2 separate regions of the Capra hircus genome follow, and region 1 is linked to region 2. A link is a contact called in public Hi-C data. All regions are on one chromosome and are shown on one strand. Each heading gives the region's core, a stretch centred on a gene start, on an enhancer-like site or on the middle of the called end of the contact. The rest is flanking DNA. Distances are from core to core; before and after follow the strand shown.

What was found. A called contact is a pair of places that touch in the nucleus more often than the background predicts.
Region 1: a contact with region 2 is called in a Hi-C map of blood, with 4 times the contacts expected there. The contact joins two enhancer-like sites. A contact is called at or near these places in 4 of 5 Hi-C or Micro-C datasets (blood and liver).

Annotation. Positions count from the first base shown.
Region 1 is chr16:60,831,824-60,837,506 of ARS1.2, reverse strand. No RefSeq gene overlaps it. Among named protein-coding and RNA genes, the nearest start is that of IER5, 46 kb to the right of the region's middle. Within about 2 kb of position 3,641, at least 4 of the 5 cell types and tissues checked have an H3K27ac peak or open chromatin away from gene starts, as enhancers often do.
Region 2 is chr16:60,663,201-60,668,792 of ARS1.2, reverse strand. KIAA1614 reads right to left here. Exons shown (of 10, transcript XM_018060673.1): 10 at 1-607. The coding sequence ends at 414. Among named protein-coding and RNA genes, the nearest start is that of KIAA1614, 40 kb to the right of the region's middle. Within about 2 kb of position 3,247, at least 2 of the 5 cell types and tissues checked have an H3K27ac peak or open chromatin away from gene starts, as enhancers often do.

The DNA of each region.
Region 1 (5,683 bases), core at 2,392-4,891, 170 kb before region 2:
TCAGCTCCTAATATGCTCTCTGCTGGACACCACACCAGTGTCTGAGTGTAAAGATGGCTAGACAAGGGCACTATGCTCGTGTGGGTCACAGTCCAGCTGAGGCTGACCTGAGAACAACCTGAATCCACAAACTGATGCACTGAGCAGAAGGCAGAGGAGACTGTTAACCCTGTTTGAAGAGTGGAGAAAGGTTTCTCTCACAGGGTGGTGCCATTTGAACCGGCCCTGGAAAGAAGAGGTTTTCACCAGACAGGGGAGGTCATTCTCTGCAGATCAGAACTGTAGGACTTAAGCTCTAGTTCTGTATTAAACTATGAACATGTTGCCAAGGTTCAAAGGTCCAGTTTCCTCCAGCCATGAATATTCCCTGTGATATTCCATCACTTTGCACAACAGAATTCTCTCCTTACATTCTTCCATATAATGATACACAGTATTTCAGATATCTTCATCCTCTGCTTTTTTCTGATACTATCGGGAACTCCAGCATCATGTTAGGTCTCCAGCATCCTCTTTCTCCTTTTGTCTTTCCCTCTATCACTAAGAATTTATCTTCTTCCTGACCTGCTTCTTCCTGTTTCCCTTTCTTCGGGGAATTTTTGTTCATCAAGAGTGCAAGGCTTTAGTCTGCCTTGAAGCACTCTTCCTATTAGCTAGGGGCTTTTTTTTTTTACAAGAAAGGTGTGTCTAAGCCCATTTTCTATAAAATCTGTCAGTGCCTAAGTGGTACCCTGCTGCTTGAATCCTCATTCGTCTCCATGGCAATGTTCTGAAATGATTCTGCTTGTATGAGTAAGTTCAAGGCCCCTAAAATTATTTATCATAACAGAGTTGGCATATCCCACCACGGTACACGCATACACGTTTGGTGCAACATTTGTAAACGGAGCCACGGTTCGGTTTGCATTCATTTAAAAAAAATAACAGCACTTCCTGTGAAATGAATGGATAGCCCGCTCATCAGCTGACTTCATTTACTCATCCTTCATTCATTTACGCATCCAGGCTTAGTCAGGGAGACAGAGACTTAAAATTTTACCTCCTCCTTAGGAGATGGAGATAGAAATCAGGAATGGCTTCACTGAGGAGTGGTCAGTTGACCACCAAAGGGAATGGCTTTTCTGACAAAACCAGCACAAGGGCAAAGGCATGAAGATGTGAAGGAACATTCGAGATAACAAAGGAAAACTGTCTGCCAGTCAGGCTGGGAAATGGGATGGAGAAGGGTGATGGAGGGACATACAGAAAGAGATGGAGCTGGGGCTAGAGAGAGGGGTCCCGAGGGACCTGTAATAAAAGATTAAGGAGTCCGTACTCCTTGAGCAATGAGGAGGATCTTGAGAGGAAACACAGCATTATCAGGTTTCAGTTCAGTGCAGTTCAGTTCAGTCGCTCAGTCGTGTCCGACTCTTTGCGACCCCATGAATCGCAGCACTCCAGGCCTCCCTGTCCATCACCAACTCCCAGAGTTCACTCAGACTCACGTCCATCGAGCCCGTGATGCCATCCAGCCATCTCATCCTCTGTTGTCCCCTTCTCCTCCTGCCCCCAATCCCTCCCAGCATCAGAGTCTTTTCCAATGAGTCAGCTCTTCACATGAAGTGGCCAAGTACTGGAGTTTCAGCTTTAGCATCATTCCTTCCAAAGAAATCCCAGGGCTGATCTCCTTCAGAATGGACTGGTTGGATCTCCTTGCAGTCCAAGGGACTCTCAAGAGTCTTCTCCAAAATCACAGTTCAAAAGCATCAGTTCTACGGTGCTCAGCCTTCTTCACAGTCCAACTCTCACATCCATACATGACCATTGGGAAAACCATAGCCTTGACTAAACGGACCTTAGTCAGCAAAGTAATGTCTCTGTTTACATTCTACCAACAGGAAGTCTTCTTCCGCTGCTGCCCTGGGGTCTTGTTAAACAGTGAAGGCAGAGTTAGAAAGAAGTCAGGGACAGGTAGTCCAGTGCTTAAGACTCTGAGTTTCCACTGCAGGGGGTCGGGTTTGAGCCCTGGTTGGGGCACTAGGATCCCATATACCATGCGGAAAAAAAAAAAAAAAAAAAAGCAAGGGACAAATTGATGGGGGCCTGAGAAGACCAGAGCCTGGAGGTGTGCATGGGAAAGATTCAAGCACCACTTTAGAGGCAAGGCATGTGGGACTTCAGGACCAATTAGGTGGAGGATTGAAGGAGAACCTGAAGATTGATGTCTAAGAAAGAATAGGGTTGGGGAGAAGACAAATTTAATTTGGGATATCCTCAGTGTAGGGAATCTCTGGACATCCAGGGATAAAATCAGACCCCTCAGTCTGCCACTTTCCCCTCATCCTTAATTCTCCATCATAGGGATGAAGCAATCTAGTCCCCACAGATGTAGATTTACAATGTAAGGGTTAACATGTGACTTTCCCTTAGGAACCATATTTCCAGTTAGCAAGAGAGTACCACCTACCCAATGTTAATCAAGAGAATGGCTTTCCTATAGTGAGATTCCCAGCAATGGGAAGAGCAAGTGGGGGACCTATTTCCAGGTAAGAAGATCTTGCCAGCATCCCTAAAATTACATTGCGGAGGCTACAACTAAAGCTCTCGTAGTGAAGAGACTGCTGTGGAAAGTTCACCTTCATTCCACAGAACCTTGTTCACACCACAGAAGAAGGGATCTTCCTCTTGGACAGGATTCTGCTCTCTTGGGCCGGGGTGATGGACAACCAATGCCACAAAGCTCTGGGGTCACTGAGTTCAGGTCCTGGCTCCAGCAGTTACTGGATATATAACCTTGGGCACAGCGTTTTACCTTTCTAGGACTGATTCTGACATTCATTAAACAGGGCCTTGAAACACTTGCTGTTCCCCTGGGGTGGTTGTGAGCTGGGGTTTCAAGGAGATGGCTGCAACAGACACGACTGCATCCGTCATCCTTACCACCGCCACCATTTATCTCAGTATCTTTCAACACCCAATTCACTTGGAGAAGCCTAATTTTCTCCCTGTTCATGGACTATTAGCTGCTCTGACAACTTTAGGTGATGAAAAGCCACCATTCGGTAGAGCTCGCTGTGCCCCTCAACAGCCTGCAGGGGGCAGCATCGGGCAGCGTAAGGTCTCGCCCGGCTCGCTCGAATAACGTCGGAACAGGTCTGGGAAGGACCACGGAGGTGGCCCTGGAATTCAGACTCCAGCTGACAAAGGACCCGTGATACTCCACGTGGGTCTGACATGCAGCCTCCCGGGGAATCGGGTCTCCGGTGAACAAGGGGGCAGGGAAAGGGTCTTCTGAAAGCATCCCCAGCCCTCACAAATCCAGCCGGGTTTTTCCCAAGCCCACACCAGGCCTGACTGCTTGCAATTTAGCGCTGATCTGACCTCGAAGAAGCCAGACTGAGCCTGCTTCCCTCCCCACAGGGGCCCTGATGCAGATGTCTCAACCCCCATGAGCTAAAGGGAGGGAGCGCCTGACAAGGACAAGGTGGGGTGCCTGCCACCCCTACCCCACCCTCCGCAAAGCATTTTTAGGTTCCCACTCCCTCAGCCCCGGTGGGGAGTACAGAAAAGACAAAAGAAATAAAGGGACGCAGCTCCAACTCTTCCGAGCTAGGAATGTTGTTGAGAATAGATGCAGACGGGAAGGCTACTCAGGATCCCATGTTCCGGTTTCCATCCAGCCTGGCGACGCTGCTTTCCTAAAGCCCAGGAGGCCTGTTCAGACCTAACAATTTCCTCTCATTTGTGAGTGTGTTTACCTGGAAAAACAAAGAGGCAGAAGGCTTAAAATCAATCAAAACTGCCCCGAATATGGAGTCACTGTAGGGACAGACGATCCAAGCTGTGGGAATCTGGAGATTCACCGACCGAGGTAGCATGTAGTGGCCAGCCAGCGGGGAGGAATGTGGCCACTTCGAAGAGAGCCCCAGGCCTCGGTGCCGATGGGACCCACTCGTCACTCACTCTCCTACTGACTTTTCTGGGGAGAGGAACTGCTATGTCACCATGACATCACCTCCTTCCAGGAACCACTGAGTCAGCTTGGGGCCTGAGGCTGGACCACTCACTTCCTCCAACCCGGCAGAGGGGGAGCACTCCCCCACACCACGCCCAGCTGGGCCTGTTCCTTCACCACTGTCAGCGGGTCAGCTTGGCGAAAAGACACACCAGGTGGTGCCATCCATGCCCACTTCCACTGGGATTCTCCTGCCACGGAAGAGCGGCCCCCCGTGCAGATTCACAGCTGGTTTGGGGCTGAAGGGCAAGTGTCCCTGGGAGAGGGAGCATGTTTAGCTTTGTCAGTCACGTACAGCTCCTTGTAGAGGCTAACTGTGACAGAGGAATCAGGAGGGATTAAGTGAGAGGCAGGTGGGCGCTGGCTGAAGTGGGATGGTTCAGAGGAACTCTGTGCCCAGTCACAGCTGAAGGCTGCCACAGACGGGGCCACAGCAGTCATGGGCGTCTTATCCAAGTAACTACTTCCTCAAAAGGCTGGGGGTGGGGGTGGTTACCCCCATATGGGCAGTCTCACCCTTAGCCAGGAATGGGGCCAGGGGGTGTCTGTCTGTAGCCCTCAGAAGATGATTTTCTCTTGCCCCTCCCCCAGCACAGTCACAAGCACCTCCCCACCTCCCTGTGTGGAACCCTTCCCTGCCCCGTTGAGAGGATTCAAGCTAGAATCCGCCTGCCCACCTCCCTGTGTCGAACCCTTCCCTTCCCCGTTAAAGAGGATTCAAGCTAGAATCTGTCCGCACCACATCAGAGTTGATTTCATCTTGTCATTAAACCTGATGCTCTATAAGCTGATCTTATGAAAAAGAAAATTAACCACGAGGCAGTAACTCAATTTTATAGCACTGTAAAGGTCCTAGCGTCTCCCTGTTCCCACTAACACACACATGCACACACACACACACAGAGTCTGCTTTGATCTTTTCTTTTCTCACCTTTTATGACATTGTTTCACTTAATGCCAACAAAATCCTGCCAGGTAAGTATGGCCATCTTATATAGATGAGAAAAGGTGAGGGAAATCCTCCAGGGTCACAGAGCTAGTGACTGACACACAGCCAGTCTTGGAAATGAGGTTTGTCTGACACTGAGGAGCTGGGATCCTTCCACTTAGACACCGTGACCCAAAGTAAGAGCCTCTTTGGGGTCAGACGTAAAATTAGAATTCTGTTTTGCAACCCACAAAATCTTAAGGTTGGGAGATATTTTGAAGACTGTCCAGGCCTAAGTGGGAAGGGAAGCCAGGGTAGCCTGGCGTGCTGTAGTCCATGGGATCACAAAGTCAGACACAACTTAGTGACTGAACACCAACCAGGTCTGTGACCCAGACAGACGGCTGAATCTCCTGCATAATGTCCTGGCTGCAGCCTAGATACAGCAGCTCCAGGAAAGACATTTTGTTCTGATTCAGACCATGCCAGCTGAGAATCCCTGGACAGTTCTTTGCGGTTTCAGGCTGAAATCTCTCTCCCTACAATGTCTATACATCAGAACTCCCCTCGGGACCATGGGGGAACTAAGCAGTGAGTCACTCCTGGACTAACTTTCTCCTGACTGCACATTCTCGATTCCTTCTAACCTATTCTCACCTGGCGGTTCCTCACCACTCTCCTGGGAATGGTATCTGCTTTCTCTGTTCACTCTCAAGGTGGGACACCAGTGTGACCACAGTGCTCCAGAAGTGAGCCAACTA
Region 2 (5,592 bases), core at 1,998-4,497:
TCTGGAGTGAGAGGAGCTGGGGGAGCCCCTGACAGTGTGGGGCCTGGGGGTAAGGCGATGCTGCTTAGGGACCAACCGAAGGACCCACCGAATCTCTCTCCTCCTGCTGCCAACAAAGGTGCCAGAAGACAGTGACCCCACCTCAGGCCTGGTCAGGGCGGGAGACCCATTCCCTTCCCTGCTTCTGCATAAATTAACTTCCTTAAACAAAACACACAAATAGGCTCCTTCTCTCTGCAAGGATGGTCAGTCACAGAAGCCCGACCGAGGCCCGAGGGGTTGCACGCCACTATGTTCATTTTCAGTAGACAAAGCAGCTTTGTGTAGCACATTCCCAGCCACCCCTGGGGGCGGTTCGGGGTTTCCACTGGGCGGGGGGTGGTGCTAACAGTGAGGGCCAAGGCACCTCTGCGTCACCGTGGGACAGGCCTCTGCCTCAGCACCCGGATCGACAAGCTCTCCGCGTGGGCCAGGAGCTCCCTCACGTGAGCCAAGCCCAGCCCTGCAACCTTGGCCCCGTTCACCTCCAAGATCTCATCCCCCACCCCCAGCAGCCCCGAGTAGAGCTTGGCTGTGCTCTCGTCAGCCATCTCCTGCACGTAGAACCCTGCAAAGGAAAACAGGAGAGTTAACGCAGGAAATCCAAATCAAAGACACGCAGCTCTGTGGAATGCTGACCAGGTGGGTGGCGTGGTGGGGGGGGGGTGCGTGGAGGGGAGGCAAATGCTTATACAAGGTGCTTCACACACGCACGCACACACGCACACTCCCTCATTATTCCACTTCACAACCACAACTCGCTTTATAATAGATACAGCAGGCCCGCCTCCACTTCATTTTTCCTTTTTTCTCTTTTAAAATGCCCCTGATACAAATAATGCCTTAAGCTGTTATTATTCATGTATACCTCAGTGTGAATGAGCTAATCTTATCTTTTTCTGGGAGAAGTCTTGATTATAAAATAAGGAAAATGTTGAGACCTATGACATGCCCGGCACTGCTCTAGGTGGGGATTCACAAATAAGACCCAGCTGCTGCCCTCAAGTAGCTGGGGGTGGATGGTATCATTGGAGTCACAAACAAGAGAAAGTGTTAGTCATTCAGCCATGCCCAGTTCTTTCAACCCCAGGAACTGTGGCCCGCCAGGCTCCTCTATCCAGGGCTGCCATTCCCTTCTCCAGGGGATCTCCCTGACCCAGGGATCGAACCCATGTCTCCTGCCTTGGCAAGCACGTTCTTAACCACTAGCGCCACCTGGGAAGCCCAGGGAGTAGTGAACAGGCTGAAGTCAAATCCAAACCTGGTTTGCCTCACCGGATTGTCTAGGACCAGCCCTGGCTTCAGTCTTCCTTGGATATGGATCCTTAGAATTCAGAGGCATCTGGGCAAAAGCCCAGGAAACAAATTCTGGTTGGTTGGGTTGGTGGTTTAGTCGCTAAGTTGTCCGACTCTTGTGACCCCATGGGCTGTAGCCTGCCAAGCTCCTCTGTCCATGAGATTCTCCAGGCAAGAATACTGGAGTGGGTTGCCATTCCCTTCTCCAGGGGATCTTCCAGACCCAGGGATCGAACCCAGGTCTCCTGTATTGCAGGCAGATTCTTTACCAACTGAGCTATGAGGGAAGACCCCATAGAAATTCTACCCCCCATTTACAGTCATAGTGGCTCACTTTTCCTTTCTGCGTACACTCTCCCGTCCAGTGCCCCCGAGGGGCCCCAGCTGGCTGGGACCATTTCCTGGGTGTCTGAGGTAGGGTGAACCTCGGAAGGAGCTGCTTCTCCTTCTTTCCACAGTTCAATTTGAGGAACTCATGTCAGCGGAGCAGGCTGTGGGGGCCTCGGGTTGGCTGGGCTGGGCTCCCTGGCCACACAGTGTACGACAGTCCAGCTGACCGAGCCCCTCTTGCCTCAACTTCTGCGGAAAACCTTTCAAACCCTCCCCTTCAGCTGTCTCTGCCTGAGGGAGCAACGGAGCACAGGCTTTTCCAGGGAGGACTGGGTGTCCCTCATCCAAGGGTGCCCCCCACCCACCAAATCGCCCTAAGTGAGCACAGGTGTGCAGAGCAGGAAGCCTGCAGGCTGTGGAGCCTGTGTGGTGACGGCCCCTGCAGGGCGCCCTGGGACATGCTGGTGTGGCTTTAAGCATCCTCAGTGATCCCCAGCCTGAGCTCAGCTGGCTGATTAGAAACACTTAGCAGCTATCCAGTCCACGCCCGGCTCTCTACTTCCTCTTCTTAAAATCAATGTTCTTAGAAGGGACCCGAAAGAGCATCTCCTCTCTAGCTGGAAGCCTTTTAAGACATCTTGGATGCGTGTGAAGTCATCTCTCCAGCCCACCCAGCCTCATAAGAGCTTCTGGTCCCAAGAGAAGTCAAGCTTTTCAAAGCCCACCCTTGAAAACTGGGGTTTGAATGTGCACTGCAATCTCCTCTAAGGCACCCGAAGGTTTGCAGCTCTTGGGTTTAGCAAAGCCAATCTGTTGACATGTTCCTGCTTCCTGGTCTGAGCTGTGGAACTCGCTCTCAGTGCTTCTTGGCTTAACTGATCCTTTCCCGCAAGGCCGGCTCCCTCCTGGCAGGGCCTGTCATCTTGGCTGCACAAGGCTTTTCTCGCAGCCCTTGCCCTAGCCTTCCCCTCTTCTTTCTGGGTTCTTTAACTGCTTGCCTGCCTTGTCTGCGTGCTGGCAGTAGGGCGGGGGGAAAGGCAGGTAAGGAGGCAGGGGAGGAACCTGCAGAAATGGCTGCTGTCCAGCAGAGCATGCCAGTGGGGAGGGATGAAGAAACCCAAAAGAATGGAGTCGGAGGACCAGACACTGCTGTCACGCCTGCCATGTAGGGGGGACTCCAGGGTACGTTTCACAGTTGGAAGTCATGACACAAATATGACAGAGAGGCTGTTGTAGACATTCATCGTCTGCTGGCAATGGCCTGTGTTCAGGATGTATGATCTCTGTGTTGTTTTCAATGAGAAGCAGAAGGCGAAGCCTGCCGTTCTCATGTGCTTGTACAGGCTTAGATGTGACAGCCAGCAAGGAACACCCACATCATGATGTTTCAGTGAGGAATGCAAACCAGCCCCAACTCACAGCCCCTCTGAGGCCCAGAAGTGACCCAGGGGGGCTGGAGCACGGCCTGAGGCAAGGACGCACCAGTACCAGCCGCATTCCAAGGGTGAGGGCATCTCTGCAGGACAGCCGACAGCCAACCGCAGTGGCCAGAGGAGGGTGCCACCTGGGCAGGACAGGGAAGAGCTGGCACCCACCCAGGCAAGGGGTGCCCGCAGAGTACGCCAAGGCAGAGCCCAAGAAGCTCCTGGTCACTGGAGACCCCTGCCCATCAGCAGTCCGTGACGGGTGATCGGGGAAGGAGTCCCACTGCCAGCAAAGAGGCCTAAAGGGACTTGTGGGAAGGATGGGGGGCACAGGAGAATGCCTGGTTGGGCGTGAGCTCACATTGGCAGCTGACACAGATCGTGTCTGGGCCCCCTCCCCCCGCCACCCGCCCTCTGTCTGGAGTTCTACTCCCCAAATACACGTTCTTTTTCTGAAGAGGGAAGGAATACAAGTGCCAGGTACTTTCCTATATACCCCACTGAAATGACTTTTCCAGGCAGGGTTTCGTTAGTTTGATGTTACAGGTTGAATGAGTGAGTGAGTGAGTGAGTGAAGTCGCTCAGTCATGTCCAACTCTTTGTGACCCCGTGGACTGTAGCCCACTAGGCTCCTCCGTCCATGGGATTCTCCAAGCAAGAGTACTGGAGTGGGTTGCCATTTCCTTCTCCAGGGGAATCTTCCCGACCCAGGTTACAGGTTAGATGTTCTTTATTTACATATGGGCTTCCCAGGTGGCACTAGTGGTAAAGAACCTGCTTGCCAACGCAGGAGACATAAGAGACGTGGGTTCGATCCCTGGGTCGGGAAACAGCCACTGAGGAGGAAACAGCAACTCACTCCAGTATTCTTGCCTGGAGAATCCCAGGGACAGAGAAGCCCTGTGGGCTATAGTCCATGGGATCGCAAAGAGTCAGACAAGACTAGAGCGACTTAGCAGCAGCATTTACTTATTTATTGGATCGCATTGCCTGGCGTGTGGGATCTTAGTTCCCCAACCAGGGATTGAGCCTATAACCCCTAGAGGGGAAGCACAGAGTCTTAATAGTTGGACCACCAGGGAAGTCCCTCATTTTACAAATTAGAGACTAGAGGCTCAGAGAGGATAAGTAACCTGCTCAAGGTCACACAGACAGCAGAGGCGCTGGAGTACAAACCATGCTCTGTCGTCTAACCTACGCCTGCATGCTGCCCCTCTGGCAGGGCCTGACCGAAGGGTAGAGGAAGCTGGAGGAAAGGGCAGAGTGGCTAACAGCCTGTGGAATGCTTTACAATGGTCAACACATGCTCACATTCACCATCTCCCTGCGAGGACAGATGGGTACCCTCCCGAGGGCCAGAGTCGGGAGACTCTTGTCCTCTCTTCCTCTCACACTCAAGTAAAACCTACCAGCAAATAGTCAAAACTACCTTCAAGTCAGCCAGAACCTGGCCACTTCTTACCACCTCCACGGCCGTGCCAGTCTAAGCCGCTGCCACTATGTCTCTCCCAGACTATTGAAATAACCTTAAAACTGGGCTCCTTGGCTCCCCTTGCATCCCACTAGGGTCTATTCTCAACACAGCAGCCAGGGACCCTGGTAAAAGCATTAAATCAGAGCATGTCAGTCCCGGCTCCAAGCCCCTGGTAACTCCTGTCTCATTTCAACGAAGATGTCCCCTTCTGAGCTCAGCTCGGGCTCTCTCCCACATTTTGAGGCTCAGCTGTCCCCCAACCTGCCTACCCTCAGCTTAGTCTCTCCCCCTCACCCCCTTCTGTCCAGCTTGACCTCCTTGTAGTTCCTCCCACTGGCCAAGCTCATTTCCAGCCCTGAGGGCCCTGCATGGACTGTTCCCTCTGCTTGGAACTCACTGCCCCAGACATCACATGGGGCCACCCTCACTTCATGCCAGTGTCTGTCTGCTCAGGGGTCTTTTCTCAGAAAAGCTGCCCCATCAGGACTCCCAACTCACTGCCCTGGGGCCTTATCCTGCTGTATATATATATATTTATGCAGATAGTCTAACTCCCTCATGAGAATGTATACTCCTGAGGACAAGGATTTCATCTGTTCCATTTACTGCTCTGTCCCCAGTATCTACAACACCTAGGAGATGCTCAACATATATTGTTGAAAGATAAATGATGGAACATATGCAAGAACTCACTTCAGTCTGCAACCCCAGCAGCAGTAGTGTTCTGCCACCTAAATGGCTTTGACTCAGGAGATCAAAGCACAGAAGGGCTAAACCCACCACGGCACAATCCATCCAGGGCAGCTTTGAGTGTGTCTGTGTCTGCCTTTCTGTTTTTCCTCCTCTCTCTCCTCTCCTTCCCACTCCTGCATGTCTGTCTGCCTTCCCTACTCATCTCAGCTGAGAAATACCTCTCAAGGTCCCTTGCCCTGTGATGGATCCCTAGTGGCTCAGCTGGTAAAGAATCCTCCTGTAATGCGGGAGACCTGGGTTCCATCCCTGGGTTGGGAAGATCCCCTGGAGAAGGAA